Linked DNA regions of Xenopus tropicalis: region 1 is linked to region 2. Evidence: chromatin contacts called from public Hi-C data. All regions are on one chromosome and are shown on one strand. Each heading gives the region's core, a stretch centred on a gene start, on an enhancer-like site or on the middle of the called end of the contact. The rest is flanking DNA. Distances are from core to core; before and after follow the strand shown.

Region 1 (6,585 bases), core at 3,638-6,137, 150 kb before region 2:
ACTGACTATATGAAACCTTTGCCTCTTCTGTTTTGTGATTAGCTATATGCAATATGATTTATTTATGTCTGTTTAGCAACATCCCATATAGCAAGGCTTGCAGCAGAGATGGGAGGAATAGCTTTATAATGGCGGCCATCAGTGCGCGTGAGGCCTTTTTACAGAAATGAACAAGATGCTGGCTTAGCATGAATCACTTCCTGAGTAATTTATCCTCCTTCTTCAAGGAGTCTCTTATTGATTGCGACTGCATTAGATACACAAGTAATTTCATCAAAATATGAAGCACATTAACCCAGCCTAGTGATTTGACCACAATGATAGACTGCCACTGAGAAGCTCCTGCATGTCATTTTCTCTTTAAATTCTTTGGGACACAGTAATTGCACCCTTAAATGTACTGAATAAGGTTATATTGCACGAGTGGGGATACATTATTCCTTATTCCTCCCCATTGACTTCTAATATCCTCATCATTTACAGTAGGGGGTACATTATCCTTTATAACACATACAGTGATACTGTATAACTCAGCCTGCAGCCTTGTGCGTTTATATGGTCACAGATCCCCTCAGTGACTTCTCATATCCTTATAATTTACAGTAGGGGGTACTTAATCCTTAAATACAGGGGTTTTTAGTTTGGTTGCCTACTTTGGAAATCTGGGGAGAGCCCCAGAAGGGTCTTATATTCTGTCAAATAATTCACCAGCATCACCATTTGCTGCAGCTCCTAGGATGTTTTAATAGTAGTTGGATGTTGAAGTATTGTGGGAGTTGTAGTCCGGTAACAATGGTATAGACCTGCTTCAGAGCCTCCCTATTGCCAGTGTTATTCTGTCTTCATTCACTTAAATGTGTTTCCTTTAAATGAAATATTCGCTGCAAAGGATACGTGACATTCGCCCAACGCAGATCAATGCTAGAAAAGGTCTATGTTACCCGAATCAGGCTGAGCGCAGCTCATTGCTCCTGAGCACTCCTAATGGTTCCACAGGAGTCGCCAGATAATTATGGCAGACACAGCAGAATATATGGGAGAGTCAGAACGCTCAGAGGGAAATTAAACGTGAGTCATAATTCTTATGGGGTGGGGGCAGTGCAGGAGGGGGTCCTCTCTGCCCGCAGATACGTCTGCTGTTATTTATTGCACCTCCTCAGCTGACAATGTACCGCATTCTTGTTGGTACCAATCGAAAGTTCCTTCAATGCCACTTTCACTGAGCTGATAGTGCCACCTTGTGTAGCCTGGCAGTAATTGTAGCAATGGCATACCTGGTGCAAGTGTTAAAAAATCTTTTTTTTACATCTATCATAACATTGTCTTTGCAAGAACTTTATAATTTTGCAATAAAAATATTTGCATCTGTTAGCATTAGAAGCTATAACTGACAGGTTGGGAAGGGACAGTCAGGTTGGTTTAGGAATTTCAAGTAACAATTACTTACAAAAGCAAACCTGTCAGCGAGAAACCGTCAACACGACCTATAGGTAGTTTTTTTATGTATATTCATATTTTGAAAAGTAGTTTATTCGTGTCAGTATCACTTTAAGGGTTCTCTCTTCTTGATAAAAGATCTTCACAGGAGACATATACATTTCATGGTAGTGTTGCTTCACCCAAGCAACACTATAACACCCAGCATTTTGCATATTATCAAGTGCAGAGGCATAATGGGAAATGTAGTCCAGCAACTACAGAGATGGATAAAGGGGATTTAGACACCGCTGTTCAACTGCACTTTACTCAAAAGGACTTGCCAATACCAGCATATTATGAAGGTTAAGCATGCTGGGAACTGTAACGTCACAAAATCAGGGTTGTATTCTACAGGCTGATGGCACACAAGTCGCAGGCTCAGCTTCTCTGCTCTTTTGGCTGCTCTAGTGCAGCGAGATTCCGCTCTAGTGATGTGGCTCCCCCTCAATCCCTTCAGACTCTAAGCTCAGATGGGCCCTCTGTAGTTCCATGTTCTTTGTTCCTGAATTTGGAGTTGGAAGTAGGGATGCGCTGAATCCCGGATTCGGTTTGGGATTCGGGCCAAATCCAGGCTTTTTTTGAAGGATTCGGTTTTGGCCGAATCCATGGTCCCGGGCGAACAAAATCCTTCAGGGTGAGTTCTGGGGTTCAGCCGAACCCAAAAAAAGTGTGTTCGGTGCATCCCTAGTTGGAAGCACTGAACAAGTCTGACCTTCCTCCCCATGTTTGGTTCCAGTGTCATATAATGACTCCAAAATGGCACAATAATCTCTGTATGTAAGATAAATGCAAGATGGCTGACATAGTGCTGGGAATCAGCATTCTCATTGGTGAATTCTCTAGTATCTATAATGAAGTATTAGGTAGAATTCTCATTGGTAAATTGTTTTCTGTGTGTAATTATGTTTTTCATTATCTCCTAAAGGTTTAAGTGTAAATATGATAATTATGTATACATTCATAAGGGGACCCATAAGGGATTCATAAGGGGACCCTCATAATAAAACTTTTTATTGTGTAAAAAGCTAGAATTATTAAATATTGCAGGAATGTACTAAAAAAGTTGTGTTTCAGGATGATTTATTAAACATTTCTCCCAAAACCCTGCTAGCTCCACCTATCCTTTCCACTTCCTGCTTCCTCCTTTACCAAGCTGTGGTGGAGTAGAGTATGTAGCACTCAGCACACTCACTGTAGAACAGGAACTAGTATAACCTGATAGGAAACTGAAGAGCAAGATGGCAGCCACAGTGCTGGTAATCAGCATTCTTATTGGTCAGCTCACTTGCATATATTATGACTTTTTTTGGTCAATAGAATTCTCATTGATTAATTATTTTCCATGTGTAATTATGTTTTTTTGTCAGGTTTAAAGAACAAGGGGTGCAGTGGGGCAGCTTTATTTTTGGGTTTATTGCATTATAAGGTTTCTGTACTATGGGAATGAAAGCAGCAGATCAACAGCCCGGTTATACCTGGACCTGTAGCAGGGGATTATTAGGCCGATCTCTGTGCCATGTTATAGGCTAAGGAGGGGCCTGGCCAAGCTGTGACCCAGCAAGCCTGCTATAGCTGATTGTATGCAAAGTATAGTGTTTCTCTGGATATTAGCATTTCTACATACATTATAGGCAGTTAATCACCCATACATTCATGTGCCCAGCATGGCTGTGTATAAGCACCTCTCCCTTTGGCGCTAGACGAACACGCTCATGCAATAGCCGCCCCCACGATGTATGCAGTAATCATTCCTACACCAAGGCACAGCAATCCGTTCTGGTTTGTATAGCAGGCTTTCCTTTGTGTCATGGAATTTATGATGCAGATCTCAGCTCCCCAGAAGCAATTTGCACTGCCTCAGCTTCCCAATCCCATCTGCAATGCAAAGGCTGGAGTATACTGATGCTGGGTCAGAACCAGGCTGGAGTATACTGATGCTGGGTCAGAACCAGGCTGGAGTATACTGATGCTGGGTCAGAACCAGGCTGGAGTATACTGATGCTGGGTCAGAACCAGGCTGGAGTATACTGATGCTGGGTCAGAACCAGGCTGGAGTATACTGACACTGGGTCAGAACCAGGCTGGAGTATACTGATGCTGGGTCAGAACTAGGCTGGAATATACTGATGCTGGGTCAGAACCAGGCTGGAGTATACTGATGCTGGGTCAGAACCAGGCTGGAGTATACTGACACTGGGTCAGAACCAGGCTGGAGTATACTGTGCTGGGTCAGAACTAGGCGGAAAAATACTGATGCTGGGTCAGAACCAGGCTGGAGTATACTGATGCTGGGTCAGAACCAGGCTGAAGTATACTGATACTGGGTCAGAACCAGGCTGAAGTATACTGATACTGGGTCAGAACCAGGCTGAAGTATACTGATACTGGGTCAGAACCAGGCTGGAATATACTGATACTGGGTCAGAACCAGGCTGGAATATACTGATACTGGGTCAGAACCAGGCTGGAATATACTGATACTGGGTCAGAACCAGGCTGGAATATACTGATACTGGGTCAGAACCAGGCTGGAATATACTGATACTGGGTCAGAACCAGGCTGGAATATACTGATACTGGGTCAGAACCAGGCTGGAATATACTGATGCTGGGTCAGAACCAGGCTGGAATATACTGATGCTGGGTCAGAACCAGGCTGGAGTATACTGATGCTGGGTCAGAACCAGGCTGGAGTATATTGATGCTGGGTCAGAACTAGGCTGGAATATATTGATGCTGGGTCAGAACCAGGCTGGAGTATACTGACACTGGGTCAGAACTAGGCTGGAATATATTGATGCTGGGTCAGAACCAGGCTGAAGTATACTGATGCTGGGTCAGAACCAGGCTGAAGTATACTGATACTGGGTCAGAACCAGGCTGGAATATACTGATACTGGGTCAGAACCAGGCTGGAATATACTGATGCTGGGTCAGAACCAGGCTGGAGTATACTGATGCTGGGTCTTAACCTTCCCCTACTAAACAACAGACTAAGCCCAGCAGGGCTTAGCACAGACATACACGGGCAGATTTCAGCTGCCAATTCGGGCCTTTAAGACCCGGCAGCTTATGGGGCTACTCCGACTGGCCTCCCCAACCAATATCTGGGTGAAAATTGGCCAGGTGTCAATTGGACAGGCTTTATTTTTCGATGGATCAAGGACCACATCAGCTAATTGATGTCCTCATTCCATCTTTTCCCATCCCCTTCATTGCAATGTGATAGATATCTCATTAGCACCCAAGGGGGAAGCATTTGCTTGTTTGGTGACCTTGTCAACTCTTACTGTGTACAGCCAATATTGGAGGTACAAATTGGCTTGACCTCCAGTGAGTCTTGAGCTCCTTATTCCAATGAACCTACCCAAAGCCACCACTAGGGACACCTCAGGTTCTTATGTGCTAACCGGCTGCCAGAGGGTTAAGTAGGGCTGTCGTAAGGAAACACTCACATGGCCCCATACTGCTTAGTTAGCAGGGCTCTTCTCATGTTGCTGCTGTTGGTTTGGTTTGTTGCCCAAGGTGCGAACACAGGTGTGAAATGCGGTAACAAAGGAGACCTATTAAAAGGGCACTTACGCCATTTTCCCCACATGATTAATGGCTGCTGTATTAGCAGGTGCCACGCTTAAAAAAAAATGTTAACATAACCCATTAATAGGGTAAAACCACTAAAAATCTTGGGGGTTATTTGCAAAATCTCCAAATTGCCTTTATAATAGTCTAATTTTTCCTTTATATTTTTGCACCAGGTTGAAATCACCTGAATTTGACATATGGAACCCCAGGCAATAAAGAGGTGTATGTAACATTATCACCATCGATTTCTCATTACATTCATCTCATTGGGAAACCCCTCTCTTCCTTCCACAATAAGTGATGTCAATGATGATCACATGACACCTCCCCTCTCCCGTACGCTGTTACTATATATAGACCATGCCTTTTCTCTGAGGACTTGAGCAGCTATTTATATAAAGAAAAAAACCCTTAAGGTGCAAAATACATGGGGTGGAGAATATACAGACCATAAGGAATAATGTGACCTTGCCTGTTAAAAACATAACGTGTGCATTTTAAATAATTATTATTTTATTGATTGATTTATTTTTGCTTTATTTCACTTTTGCAGTAAATCTATTCTCCTGCCTGGAGTATGAGCCTTTGATTCCCCCCCCCCCCCTCTTTCTGCTGCCGTGGTTTCATTGTTATGCTCTATTCATTCCAAAATGAGAAGAACCCACAGATGGACTCATCCATTGTACTGAGTCAAGCCAGCAGTGTTTTTTTTTTAAATCCATAAATTGGTATTTGAATTTTTAATATGATACACAGTGTTTCATTAACCCTTCCACAGGCAAGTCCTGGTGCACTTGGTCTCTTTTACAATATTTGATCTGCAATTTTTACCTATAATGGATATTCTATTTCTTTATGTATTTTGCTTGAAAAAAACGGGGAAAAAACATAGTAATAACTGGGCTGCCCTCCAGAACCCTCTCGCCTCCCCAACTACCCCACTTAGGACTTTCTATAGACACGTTGTTTTATAAAGCACAGCTGGGTTGGCGGGCAATGTGTTTAGTACTAATTGTATGAAACCAAGCAGAGGAATCGAGCTGTCATTGGAGGATCCATCTGCATGAGTGGAGCCCCTGGGCCTGGAGGACTAGGAAAATCTTTTATTGTTTGGCGCTGCTTTAAGAATAGTTCTTTGGGGTTGCTGTACTACAGCACCCCCCTTAAACCTTTGGTAACATGGAGCAGAATGCTGGGAGTCATAGTCCAACACCATGTAGGGGGAGCTACACTGTTAAGAAAGTGATATATCCCCTTTTTTCACAGATCTACTTTGGAGAGCTAGGGGGCACAAAAGAGTTTTATGGGAGGCTTACATCCCTTTTAAAAAAGAGGTAAAGAGTCTTGACTCAACCAAACCTTCCTAAATTTTACTGGATTACAAATATGACAGATATTGTCAGTGGTTTAAGACCATTGACCCCAATTTTCTCAGGGCTGAATGGCATCTTTTCTGTTTGGCACTGTTTATATCTCAGACCACTAATCCAGCTACACGTGGAACTATAAAGGAATGAAGCAGTC
Region 2 (7,371 bases), core at 3,546-6,045:
AGTGCCTTGTCAACTGCAGCAAGACTAATAAAAGCGAAATTCTGATTGGTTGCTATGTGTCACAACTTAAGGGTCAAATTTACTACAATATTTGTAAATTTCCACCCAAATCAGCAAGAATTTATATCTAGGGAATGCCTATACACCACATTCTGGGGCCACCTAGCAGCCTAGGGTGCAGTGCATTGGCACTACCGCTTGCTGCACATAGCACTGGCTTACCCCCCAAAATACTAAATAACCTGGTGCTGCTTAAATGTCCATTAAACATATAAAATTCTGTGCTCTTGTTCTCACTCAGACTAATTAGTGAGCAGGCCCACATGATGGTAACTGGGAGCAGACAAATATCTTGTATCCTAGCACTGAATATGAAGTGAAACAATGTCTTGCCTTGATATAAAATGGGGCTTAGCTGAGCCTAGATAGAGCAAATACAGTTTAACCAGTAATTAAATCAATCTACCATAGCTTTCTGAACGCAAAGGGTCATAATTATATTCCAGGATGTGTTGCTTCACCTTTTATGACTAATTGGCAAATCCGATTAAGGGCGGCAGAGCTGTGAGTGCTCTCCTATCAGCTCTGTTGCCAAGAGGGACTTTCTGACTTGGCAACAGTTGCAGCAACATCTCATTTAAGTTTTGCTGTTGCGCTGCATGTTATAATGAGCTATGGCTGTTTTCACATAAGAATTCTGTGCCGGTGACAGATGTCTGATTATCTCTTTCCAATAGCAACTGCAAATTAGCGCAGTGAAAGAAATGGTGATGAATGCAGTACAAGGATATATATTTAAGTATTAATATATACTTTAAAAAAAATTGGCCCTGAAAAAGAACAATACAATCTACCGGTACTTGTGGTATGTAGTGAAGATCAAAGATAAAGACCTCTGTTTTTAATAACTGGTAAAAATGTAAGGGGTATTGTTTCCTACCCAGAGCATTTCAGAACAGGCCCCCATATTGTATAAGCCTTTTTCTGATCCCATGGGAGTCCAGGTGGTACCAATTTGCCATGACTGTGGAGATGTCACTATGGGTTCTCATTGACTACAAGGGAGAATTCACGAAAATAATTCAGCAGATATCAAATAAACATTGGTATTTTCAGTGTTTTTGTGAAATTTAAGCCCAAAACTACCAATTTGGAGCATGGGGTGGAAAAGGGAATGTGGAACTCATAAATGGACATGACACTTTTCAGAACAGTTTAGCAAACTAAATCTTCGGGTAGGGAAAATGTTTGCTTATTTCTAGCATTAATCGATGTTCCCTGTCTTTCTCACATAGGATGGTAAGAGATGAGCTGTGAAGGAGCAGATATAAACTTACGAGATGAATTTCCTGCTTCTTTAACAGGATATTTGGATCTAGTGTCGGTCCCCACATGGCTGACTCTGGAGCACTCAAACAGGTAAGCAGAAGTGGGGATCTTCACTGAAGATGGTACAAGCATAAAAGGCAAAATGATTGGATGGACAGGAGGGCCTCATTGATGCATTGGCTCATTGGATATTGTACTTATGGTTGGACAACCTGACTCTGTAGCTATCCTTCTAAGCCCATTATCTCACTAATGTAATTTTGGAAGAAATATTTACAGTGCACAATAGAAAGTGAATTTCTTATGTACATTTATAATACAAAGGCACAAGACCTTTGTATTGGGCTAGGGAGATTTAAATATAACTATACTGTATTATAAAGGATAATGTAACTCCTACTGTAAATTACAAGGATATTAGGATTCACTGAGTTTTTCTATGACCATATAAAGCAGGCTCTTAACCTGTGGGTCGGGACCCCTTTTGGGGTCGAACGACCCTTTCACAGGGGTCGCCTAAGACCATTGGAAAACACATATTTCCGATGGTCTTAGGAATAATTTTATTGTTGGGGGGTCACCACAACATGAGGACCTTTATTAAAGGGTTGTCGCATTAGGATGGTTGAGAACCACTGATATAAAGGCACAAGGCTGCAGACTGAGTTATACAGGGAACTGTGAGTATCACTCATGTATTATAAGTGATAATGTATCCCCCTACTGTAAATGATAAGGATATTAGCAGTCACTGAGGGGTTCTGTGACCATATAAAGGCACAAGGCTGCAGGCTGAGTAATACAGGAAACTCTGAGTATCACTCATGTATTATTTATATCACTAAATAAAGGTATACAGAACTGTCATGCCTCTATATAAAAGGATACATATAGTTTTCTTAAACAAATATTTGTGTTGCATGCCTGGTGTAACAGATCTGAGACAAAAAAAAAACTATGGAGCGACACCTCATTATCAAAGTATCTCAGTGTTTCCCTATGTGGGATAAAGGCTTGATAAATAACATAGCAATCTGAAAGTGTTTAATAATTGGCAAGGCTTCTTATGGCTTTATAAATGATGCACTGAGACAGCCAACTGCATAATTAATGCTGTAATACAGAAAGCTCTAATTTTTTTTACATTGAGCGCATATTTATATTGTAGTGTCAAATGTCAAACATCTATTCATCTCAGCTTGCTACCCGGCCTCCTCCAATATTCATGAGACACCTTTTACAACACGAGTATATTCAGCCCCTACTGTCCACTGTCTACAGAACTGCTTCTTTCTAGGAATTGCAGCCTGAAATACACACAATGCACACAATACAGGCTTCAGTGGGTTTATTCCTGATAGATCCTCAGATAAAGGCTAAGTTCATATTTGCAATAAGGTTAGGATCTACTCGAAGCAAACTGTAGGCATGTTCCACACTATTAGCTGATTGCACTACCCCACAATAAACCACTAATAAAGACTACAGCAGATGTGCAGTAAAAATATTGGGTATATAGTAAAGTTGGCAAAGCTACTGCAAATTCTTCAACAGAATTTCAGAAACTACTGAAAAATCAAATTGGCAAACCAATATTAAATGAGCCTTTTATTCCCTATAGCCTGTTAGAGCCTAAACTGGTTATGTTAGTCAGGTCTGTCCATTCGGCTGGAAGGTGACGTGCTAAATTTACTTTCTGTTTAATTGCCACAGACTTCCAGTGTCACCCACTGTGACATACATAGGATCATATGTTCTCACCCCCCAACAAAAAGTACTTCTGTGATCCCCTCCAACTTGTGGATGTCCTGCACTCTAAGTATCTACATGAAGCAATGGATTTCTCTAGGGCAGTACTGTCCAATTTATTACATGTAGTGGGCCAATCATGCTAGAGGGCCTGACTAGATTAAAATGATGATGCCACACAGTGCAGTCTATGGAGCCTTTGAGCAGACTAAGGGACATAAAAATTCTTTGAAGGGCCAAATTTGGCCCGCGGCCTCCAGTTGGACAGCCCTGCTCTAGGGTGATCGCACGTGCTTACTAGGTTGTCCCCAGCACCCACATTGCTGCTCACCTAATTGTTATCCACTGGACATAAATTACAGATTTTTTTTTACTGTTTACTTTAAATACCATATGCTAGGGAATGTGTTGGATAACACAGATAGGTATTTGATGGGGCTGTGTCTTGCATATTCACAATGCTTTCTGCTAAAAAATATGCTTGAATTGCATGACTACCCTGAACCGCTGAAACCTCAGCTTTCCGAGACCCACACAATGCTGGGAATTGTTGGCTCCACTGTAGGAAGGTCTGTGCTCAGTATTTATTTTACCTTGTATGTGCAGCTGACAGTCTTGTGTAAACTGTGCCCTGCTGTGTAAAGGTACATTTAGGGGCTGATTTACTAATCCACGAATCCGAATCCCGAATGGGAAAAAATCGGATTGGAAACGAACATTTTGCGATTTTTCGTAAATTGTTGCGACTTTTTTGTAGCCATTACGACTTGCTCGTATATTGTCGCGACTTTTTCGTATTGAGCGCTTGTAAACGGCGGGCAAACCTTTGCGACTTTGCATGATTTTGGAAGCCTCCCATAGGACTCAATGGCACTCAGCAGCTCCAACCTGGCCCAAGGAAAGTCACGATACTGAAGCTTGAATGAATCCGAAACTTTTGTACTCGGCACGACGGCTACGAAAAAGTCGCTACATTTTACGAGCAAGTAGTAATGGCTACGAAAAAGTTGCGACAATTTACAAGCAAGTCGTAATGGCTACAAAAAAGTTGCGACAATTTACGAGCAAGTCGTAATGGGTATGAAAATGTTGCGACAATTTACGAAAAAATCGCAAAATACCGATCATTACGAAAAAAGCACATTCGGACGCTTTTCGGACGTTCGTGGATTAGTAAATGTGCCCCATAGAGTACATATAGTATATATATATATATATATTTTTTTTTTTTTCTGCATGCAGCTGCATGCATTGCAAAAGGAACACATCATGCTACCAAATACATATTATACAATAAAGTGAAAACTGATTTACACCCAAACCAAAATACTTTTTATGTTTTTTTATAAGGACTGTATTCACCCTGCCATGTATTCTATGGTAAATATACATGGAACTGGCACTGTATTTATCCTGCCATATGTTCTGGGGTGTTATACATGGAACTGGCACTAAATGAATCATGTATATTTACCATAGAATACATGGCAGGGTGAATACAGTGCCAGTTTCATGTATAATATCCCAGAACACATGGCAGGGTGAATACAGTGCCAGTTCCATGTAGAAATCTAAACTATTTGCAGAATTTACAGAGCAGACGCAAATGCAAATGTGCATCATGCATTCCAAGGATACAGGTATTTGTGGCTCAGGGTTATCTGGGGAAGCCTGCTGGAGTGTGATTTACGAGCTACATTTGTAGTGTCTCTGTTGTGCTGCTTACAAGTTAATGATTTATGCCTGTGTTTATAGTGGCTCTGTATTCATTGGCCCCTAGGGGGTCTAGTATGACTGTGCCAGGGGGAAACAATACTGCAGTGTATGAAAGAGGTTTTTATCTACTGAAAGGCAGGTGATGAGTAGTAACTTCCCAGCTTGGCAGGGCTTTAACAGCCATTTAAATTCTTTATTGTTCCTGAATGTACAGTAAAACTGGCTGAATTTTATTTTGTATTGTTACCAATTGACAGCAGACTACAACTCCCAACATAGCAAAGCTTGAGGCACTCATTGTGAAACTGTGGGGTATGCAGGAGGTATGGGGGTGGCTCATTCTGAAGGACAGTTATGGTGAAAACTGGGGAGAATGGCCTTTTGCTCTCATAGATACCTAAAAGGGCTAAGGTGGACCTGAGCCATGGCTGGACCTCCAAGGGGGCCACTGACCAGGGTTTGACCTTAGATGGTGAAATGAAAAAGCCTGGTAGCTGCTGGGTTAAGGCATAGATATATTTCATCAACATCCTAAATCGGTACTGTGCATATATAACCTCTCTTCGATTGTCCATGGTTTTCTAGTGGAGTATCCAATGAGAACCCTGCTTGCTCTGGATCCTCCCAACATCCTGTTTTTTATTTTGTTAATGTGAGGCACTAACCACATTTCAGCATACACTGAACACTTATGCCTCACCATGTTCCTCCATTGCAACATTTTTCCATTGAATGCTGTGTAGAGATGTAGCGAACTGTTCGCCGGCGAACTAATTCGCGCGAACATCGGGTGTTCGCGTTCGCGCAAATTCGCGGACTTTTGGCGATGTTCGCCATTTTGGGTTCGCCGCGGGTTTTTTTGGCGTTTTTTTTTGGCGTTTTTTTTTTTTCTTTCGTTATTTTTTGGCGGTTTTTTTTTGGGCGTTTTTTTTTTTTCTTTCGTTATTTTTTGGCGGTTTTTTTTTTGGCGTTTTTTTTTTTGGCGGTTTTTTTACAAAGTATTTTTCAGAGAAATTTTTGCTTGATCCCCCTCCTGCATGCCACTGTCCAGGTCGTGGCACCCTTTAAACAACTTTAAAATCAGTTTTCTGGCCAGAAATGGCTTTTCTAGGTTTTAAAGTTCGCCTTCCCATTGAAGTCTATGGGGTTCGCAAAGTTCGCGAATATTCGCGAGTTTTGCCGAAAGTCCGCGAACGGGTCCGCGAACATTTTTGGCGATGTTCGCTACATCCCTAATGCTGTGGCATAATGTGTTGGTTGATGTCAATATATGGTTTGCTTTGTCTATATTTACAGCAATATACAGTATATTCTTTGTTTTTCAATCCAGATATAGTTTGTCTTAATTATTGCCTTTGGTTTTAACATTGTTCTTATCATTCTTTATTCCTCTGTTCTTTTTCAGGGAACACTCCTTGTCACCATTGTTGGCGATATAGCAATTTCAACCAAAAGGAATGGATGCACAAATGTCTGAGACATAGATATAAAGAACACAGTATTTAATGGGCTAACAGCCAACATCCCATGATTTCTTTGTATAAAAAATGGGAGAAAAATGATTTTCAATAAGGGGAAATTCAATTTATTACATTATTATTACAGTTTATTATAGCGGAATTCCGACATCCAAACCAAAATTTGTTAAAGTGCCCTACACAACACAGAAATCCCTAATATACCTATCACTGTAATCTATTCCTTCAAAAAGTATGGATAAATACCTTTTTTATATGCTGAAACCCGACTTCAAAACAGTTTTTTTCTTTCTGCATCATTTGAAATCCTACAGAGGGAAAATGAAGCTCCTCCATGTTTGGTCTTGCAAGGTAGATCATTACATTACCAGCATACAACAAAACCTATTCACTCATTGTTGAGTCTGTTTTGTAAGCAGGCGGAGAATATCCATGTACTAGTAATCTAATTATCTGCTTCACAAAGACCATGGAGTAGCTTCAACTTCCCTGTTTGCAATGTTAAGCTTAAGAAATGAGTGGCAAAAAGTATGTTCAGCACAAGCCCTATTCATCATACTGAAAAGAGGGCATACTGTTCCTTTAACCATGATTTATCTATATATTTTTTGACTAGAGATTGGCACACTCTTGGGATGTATTCTTAAAGCAATATACACTCTTTGAAAGCGTTACCTAACTTTCCCTATTTAACTGAAGAGAGCAGGCCAGAAGAAGATACATTATTTTACATTACATTACAAGATAGTGGCCATGATATTGGTTACTGGTTCCCTAATTGCGGGGCTGGCCCCATTAAGGGGGTCTGAGCCTTGGCTGGAGGGGAAAGAAGACAACAGATTTGGGTAGAGTGCCCTTAGATGCTCCCAGAATGAAGGTTAATCAGAGTGAGATTCAGGGGTGAACACTAGATATTCGTGGAACTATGGCTGAATGGCTTAGACTGTGATGTTTACATAAATCTGCAACCTTCTTATAGGTTAAGGGGGGCCTTGGCCAAATGTTGTGCCTCAGAAAGGGGTGCTTGATCACAAAAAGTCTGTCCCCCATTAAGGGGGCCTGAGCCTTGGCTGGAGAGAAAGGTACTACAGATTTGGGT

Evidence for each region. Hi-C and Micro-C count contacts between places; a contact is called where the count stands out from the background.
Region 1: a Hi-C map of neurula embryo shows a contact between it and region 2, with 2.8 times the contacts expected there. The contact joins two enhancer-like sites. A contact is called at or near these places in 3 of 5 Hi-C or Micro-C datasets (brain, neurula embryo and tailbud embryo).

Annotation. Positions count from the first base shown.
Region 1 is chr3:19,220,968-19,227,552 of UCB_Xtro_10.0, reverse strand. No RefSeq gene overlaps it. Among named protein-coding and RNA genes, the nearest start is that of kcna1, 27 kb to the right of the region's middle. Within about 2 kb of position 4,887, at least 2 of the 11 cell types and tissues checked have an H3K27ac peak or open chromatin away from gene starts, as enhancers often do. A contact at or near this core is called in neurula embryo, where this site is marked.
Region 2 is chr3:19,067,250-19,074,620 of UCB_Xtro_10.0, reverse strand. No RefSeq gene overlaps it. Among named protein-coding and RNA genes, the nearest start is that of kcna5, 51 kb to the left of the region's middle. Within about 2 kb of position 4,795, at least 2 of the 11 cell types and tissues checked have an H3K27ac peak or open chromatin away from gene starts, as enhancers often do. A contact at or near this core is called in neurula embryo, where this site is marked.